2 separate regions of the Sus scrofa genome follow, and region 1 is linked to region 2. Evidence: chromatin contacts called from public HiChIP or PLAC-seq data. All regions are on one chromosome and are shown on one strand. The core of a region is the stretch at or near the end of the contact, and the rest is flanking DNA. Distances in the headings are between cores, read along the strand shown. Region 1 overlaps KIF3C (kinesin-like protein KIF3C). Region 2 overlaps OTOF (otoferlin).

Region 1 (2,700 bases), core at 42-2,541, 420 kb before region 2:
CCCCCCCAAAAAAAAATTAAACAAAAAAAGCTACATGTCTTCTCAGAGCCTCTTTCATCCAGTCACTATTCAATGTAAAGAAATTCCTCCACCTACAACCTTCAACTCAAGAACTCTGAAAACACAAAATAACCCTACAGACCAGCATCCTCCTCCAGCAGATGGCACTGGAGTAGTAGTTTTTCAGCCTGGCTTCCCTGTAGAATCAGCTGGAAGCTTCGAAAAAAAATTTTAAGTCCAGGGATCCGCCCAAGATCCTTTAAAATCAGATTCTCTGGAGACCAACTCACAGGTGATTCTAGTTGCAACCAGGATGGAGAACTTCTGTGTTAGATGAGGTATTACTGCAGGTGTATTTTATTTTATTTTGTCTTTTGTCTTTTTTTTTTAGGGCCACACCTGCAGCATATGCAGGTTCCCAGGCTAGGGGTCTAATATGAGCTGTAGCTGCCGGCCTTTGTCAGAGCCACAGCAACTTGGGATCCGAGCTGTGTCTGCGACCTACACCACAGCTCACAGCAACGCCGGATCGTTAACCCACTGAGCAAGGCCAGGGCTCGAACCCACAACCTCATGGTTCCTAGTTGGATTCGTTAACCACTGAGCCACGACAGGAACTCCTGAAGGTTTATTTTAAATCCAAAGTGACGCCATTGAGGACATTCCCTTGTGGCACAGAGGGTTACGGAGACAGCATTGCCACAGTTGTGGCACAGGCTGCAACTTCGTACAGGTTTGATCCCTGGCCTGGGAACTTCCATATGCCATGGCCTCGGCCAAAAAAAAAAGAAAAAGAAAAAAGAAAAAACCAACAACGAAACACACCAAAACCCCCACAAAGTGATGCCACTGAAAAGCCCTTGACTTATGACCTTGACATTTACAAACTTGGGTCGTGTTGCCTGCAGGAGGATGAGCCCCTCAGAAGGTAGACAGATTAAGCAGGCATCTGATGCTCCAGTGAGAAGCTGCAGACCACTCAGTTAGCCTCCCACCCGAGCTTTGGAGAGACTCCTGACCTCTCCTGGCATTAATACTCCTGGGATAGATAAAGCAAAGAATCTCCAAGGAAGTGCACTGGTGTCCGGCCTGCTGAGCACCTCTGTACACAGATTTTCAATTAAGGGACAGTGGGCCAGCTGGGTGCAACAGTCCCTCCGCTGGGTTTGAACATCCAGTCTCGTTCTTCATGGCCACCAGCAGAGGGAGCTCCATACCCAGCCAACGCACGCAAATGGCGCCTCAAGGCGAGGTTGTGGAAACAGGTGGAAATGCTGAATCACCCAGCTGAGTGGGGCTCTATCACTTCCTGATCTGATTACTTCTCTGTATTCTCCACTGGACTGTGAGCTCTGACTGTGCCTGATTTACCTTCTGCCTGCAAAGTCTCACATAACCCCGACGCACACAGAGTGCTCAGCAATATGACCGACTGTGGCTATTTTGGGCCTCAGATAAGTGAATATTCACCAGACTGGCCAAATGTGGGCACTCCCTGGGATTGCCAAGAGGCTGGAATGCTCTTCCTGCCCTCCTTAGGTCCCTCCCTGGGTATTTTCTGTATCCCAGGCCAAAGCACCACTGCGTTTATCAGAACGCCCTTCCTCCGTGGAGACCCGGAACGAGGGCCTGAGCACCCCGTCCTCCGACGGCATCCTTCCCAGCCCTCCGCAATCCACCCAAACCTTCCTCTCCGCACAGGCCCCCGACCGCTCCCAAGCTGGGGCGAGTCCCCAGGCCCAGACAACAGGGTGAGAGACTCACGCTCCGCCGGGCACAAGGGGCTGGAACTTCCACTGCTCCTCCTCACAGTCCAGGAAAAGCCGGTTCATGATCTTGTTCTTCTCCTCTGGGGGGATGAAGTTCTCGATGATGAGGTACCTGGGAGCAGGGATGAGGTAGAGAGGGGGGTTGGGGGGGTGAGACCACCCGCTGTATGGGAAGGTCGAAGGATGAGAAAGCGAAAAGCAAAGAGGCAGAGGAAACAGGTGGCAAAACCAAAAAGGTGGGGGAGGGGATCCCTGGAGACGTACTAGCGCTTGAAAATCACGTTTCTAATGCAGAGCTCGGGGCCTTAGGCGCTACTTCTGGGCAGCACCCAACATGCACCTTGCGGGTCATCACATGCAGGTGGAGGAAGGAAGGAGGAAACAGGGGGTCGAAGAGACCCCAGATGGGCCCCTCCTGCATCCCTCAGACACATTCTGTTCCTAAGGGGCCGGGACTCAAGGGTGAGTAGACAGAATGAAGCCTTCGGGAAGGAGAGGAGCCCGGCGGGGAGCGGTACCGCCTGCGGGGCGCTGCGAGGACCCCGAACCGGAAGAGGAGGGGCCCTACTTGAGCTTGAGCTCCCGGGTCTGCTCGTTCTGCGCCTCCTCCAGGTCCTGCCGCACGCGGATGTACTCGTCGTGCTGATCCTGGATCTCCGCCTTCACCGCCTGCAGCTTGGCGTAGAGCTGCGTGGGGACAGGGGCAGCTCGGAGGCTCCGGCCAGCGCAGACAGCCTGGGCCCCAGAGGCTGCGGGCTCAGAGTCCACCAGCTCCTCCCAGCATGAGGCCAGGGCCCACGCCTGGAGCTCCCCGCCGCCCCACCATCACTGGGAGCGGGTTATTCAGAAGGCAGCCCTGTCCCTCTTATGCCTGTTAACCGGCTGGCTATCTCTCTCAGGTGCTGTCCACCTCGTGCAACGTTCAGATCTG
Region 2 (2,700 bases), core at 90-2,589:
GCTAATCCCTTCCAAAGGCAATAGTCTGCATCCAGGGAAGTGCTGCTAATGATTCGGGGTCTGTGGGAGGGAGGAGGACTCTGGGGAACGTGGGGTGATTTTCCTCCTTCTTTTCCAGGTAAACTCCGAACTGCAAGTTCCTCCAACTCATGTGTTCCGAATGCCCACAAAATAGACTCAGATCTCGAAAGGCTGCCAGGTTAGGGTGGACGTTGGTTTCAGCCTTGATGCTGGAGGCGGTGTCCCCAGGGAGCTGCCTGGGCTTGCTCGCTCGCTTTTCTAGCTGCTGTTTTGGGGACTGTCAGGTTAAGGCAACCAGAGGAGTTACATGTATCCTTTGGTCATGATTAAAGTCTTAAAAAAAATTGTATCTGAATCTTTTTTAAGGGTTGCACTGCGGCATATACTCGTGGCATATATAAGTTCCTGGGCTAGGGGTGGAATTGGAGCTGCAGCTCCCAGACTACACCACAGCCACAGCAACGCCAGAGCAGGGATCGAACCCGTGTCCTCATGGATACTAGCCGGGTTTGTTTCTGCTGACCCACAAGGGGAACTCCCTGAATCTTTTTCAAAACGTTCAGGTCCAGGGAGACATGGGCCCCGGCCTCTGTGCCATGAGAGAACTTTGTCCCCAGCTCAGACTGTAGCGTTAGAACAGGTGTGTGGCTGTGGGAGGAGGCCCGTGGCACGAGGCTCACCTCTTGCTTTGGGGAGCATTTGGTGTCTGTGGGTGGCGGCTGGAGCCCTGGGGCCATTTTGAGGTCTCATGCCTGCAGACAGTCCTTGGGCCTGCAGGACTTTGGGCGAGCTTTGGGGCCCGCTGGTTCCACCCTGCTGTGCCCCCTGGGCAGTACGGTGAGGTTCCTCCTGTGGGCAGCCTGGGCAGGCCATCCTGTACCTTAGGCCCACCTTGAACCCTGGGCCACAAGGCCCCCCACAGGGTTAGGCGCCCGTCCTGAGTTTACCAGCTGACCCTGCGCCCCCACACCAGTCCCCCCACTTGATCAACTGCAGACTCGTCGGCTCAGTGTTTGATTTCTTTTATTAAGAGAAACATCACCACTCAACAAAGGAGAAACAGCCAAGAGAAACCCAGCTCATGCCGGCAGGGGGCAGCACTTGGAGTGCAAACTCCAGGCAGCCCCCTGAGGGCTGGAAGGCGGGCCTGCAGGGGTGAGGCGGGTGTGGGGCCCATTAGTGTTCAGGCTCACTGGTCCTCTGGGAGCCTGGGCTGAGGAAGCTCTGGGAAGTGACAGACACCCACAGGCTGGGCAGGGACTGGGCTTGTGCACTCAGTGGCTGCCTGGGCAGAGCAGAGGAGCCCGGGGAGCCGGCTGGCCACCCCCCAGGACTGGTGGAAGGATCTGGCCCACTTCCACAGAACCAAGCTATCTGGTGTCAGCTGCCCTTGAAAGATTATGTCTGGGGGATGGGAGGAGGCTGCTTCTTGCTCGTTCTTTTTTTTTTTTTTTTTTTTGTCTTTTGAGGGCCATACCCGCAGCATATGGAGGTTCCCAGGCTAGGTGTCTAATCAAAGCTGTAGCCACCGGCCTATACCACAGCCACAGCAACATGGGATCCGAGCCGTGTTTGCGACCTACACCACAGCTCACGGCAATGTCAGATCCTTAACCCACTGAGTGAGGCCAGGGATGGAACCCACGACCTCATGGTTCCTAGTTGGATTCGTTAACCACTGAGCCACTAAAGCTTGGGCACTGGCCCATGATGCAATTCTGGATTTTCAGTTATCATTAAAGCTTCAGTGCTCACCTGGAAGGCCCTGGGAGGGTTTGGGGTGGATTCCTCTGGAGCCTCAGCAAGCGGGGCAGGCCCCCCACCCCTTCCCACACTGCCCAGGACCAGAGGCGCAGGACGGAGCCAGCAGCAGGCTTGGGGTGCTGAGGACAGGCGGGTGGGGGGGGGGCTGTGCATCACCAGCCCAGCCAGCAGGATGAAGGGCCCTGGGACCGAGGCCTCCAGGCCAGAGGAGGAGGAAAGGTGCAGGCCCAGGAGGGGCGCCGCAGGGGGCCTCACGCCCCTAGGAGCTTCTTGACCATGTAGCCGGGGAGGCTGTAGAGGAAGAGGGCCAGCATCAGCAGCCCCAGCAGCGCCAGCACGATCTTGATGATCAGCCACTTGTACCGCGTGCAGATGAGGTACTTGATGGACTTGAGGGGGTTGAGGAACCAGACGAAGGCGGTGTCAGGCCGGCTGGGGGAGGGGAGAGCCGGGGTCAGGTGGTGGCATCTCCAAGGCACCCTCTCTGCCCTTCTAGACCCCAAGAGGGACACCTCATGGCCCCAGTCCCCAGAGTACTGAGGGCTGCAGCGAGGGTTTGAGCCCCTCTCTGGGCGCCAGCTTTGCTGCCTACATCCCCTGTCCTCGCTGCGGGACCCTGCAGGGCCCCTTCTCCTCCAGAGACCTGGACGGTGTCTCTGGCGGCTGGGCAGCCGTCCCTGACCCACACACTTGCCGTGATGGCAGGTCAGTGCGTGAAGAGGTGGCCGCTGGCTGCAGGCCTTTCTAATTATCAGAGGCTCCCCCATGGAGCAGTTCATTGAATGGGCCCCGTGCCGCTCCAAGGCCTCAGTGAGAGGGGTGCCTCCCAACCTCTCCTCCTTGTGCTTCTGTCCCCACTAGGTCCTGCCAGGGGCATGAGGAGCCCCCGTGGGGCGCATGCCACCCTCGCCCTGC

What was found. HiChIP or PLAC-seq counts read pairs in DNA pulled down with a chosen protein or histone mark.
Region 1: a contact with region 2 is called in an H3K27ac HiChIP or PLAC-seq map of skeletal muscle, with 5 times the contacts expected there. The contact joins two enhancer-like sites. A contact is called at or near these places in 12 of 47 Hi-C or Micro-C datasets (alveolar macrophages, blood, embryonic fibroblasts and 7 more) and 2 of 2 datasets of contacts at active chromatin or transcription factors (alveolar macrophages and skeletal muscle).

What each region holds. Positions count from the first base shown.
Region 1 is chr3:112,997,907-113,000,606 of Sscrofa11.1, reverse strand. It overlaps KIF3C (kinesin-like protein KIF3C), which reads right to left. Exons shown (of 11, transcript XM_021087735.1): 7 at 2,338-2,456; 8 at 1,765-1,881. Among named protein-coding and RNA genes, the nearest start is that of KIF3C, 36 kb to the right of the region's middle. Within about 2 kb of position 1,291, at least 47 of the 83 cell types and tissues checked have an H3K27ac peak or open chromatin away from gene starts, as enhancers often do. A contact at or near this core is called in fetal liver and skeletal muscle, where this site is marked.
Region 2 is chr3:112,579,435-112,582,134 of Sscrofa11.1, reverse strand. It overlaps OTOF (otoferlin), which reads right to left. Exons shown (of 47, transcript XM_021087729.1): 47 at 1,030-2,217. The coding sequence ends at 2,037. DRC1 (dynein regulatory complex protein 1) reads left to right here. Exons shown (of 16, transcript XM_021087730.1): 16 at 119-370. Among named protein-coding and RNA genes, the nearest start is that of DRC1, 41 kb to the left of the region's middle. Within about 2 kb of position 1,339, at least 4 of the 83 cell types and tissues checked have an H3K27ac peak or open chromatin away from gene starts, as enhancers often do. A contact at or near this core is called in fetal liver and skeletal muscle, where this site is marked.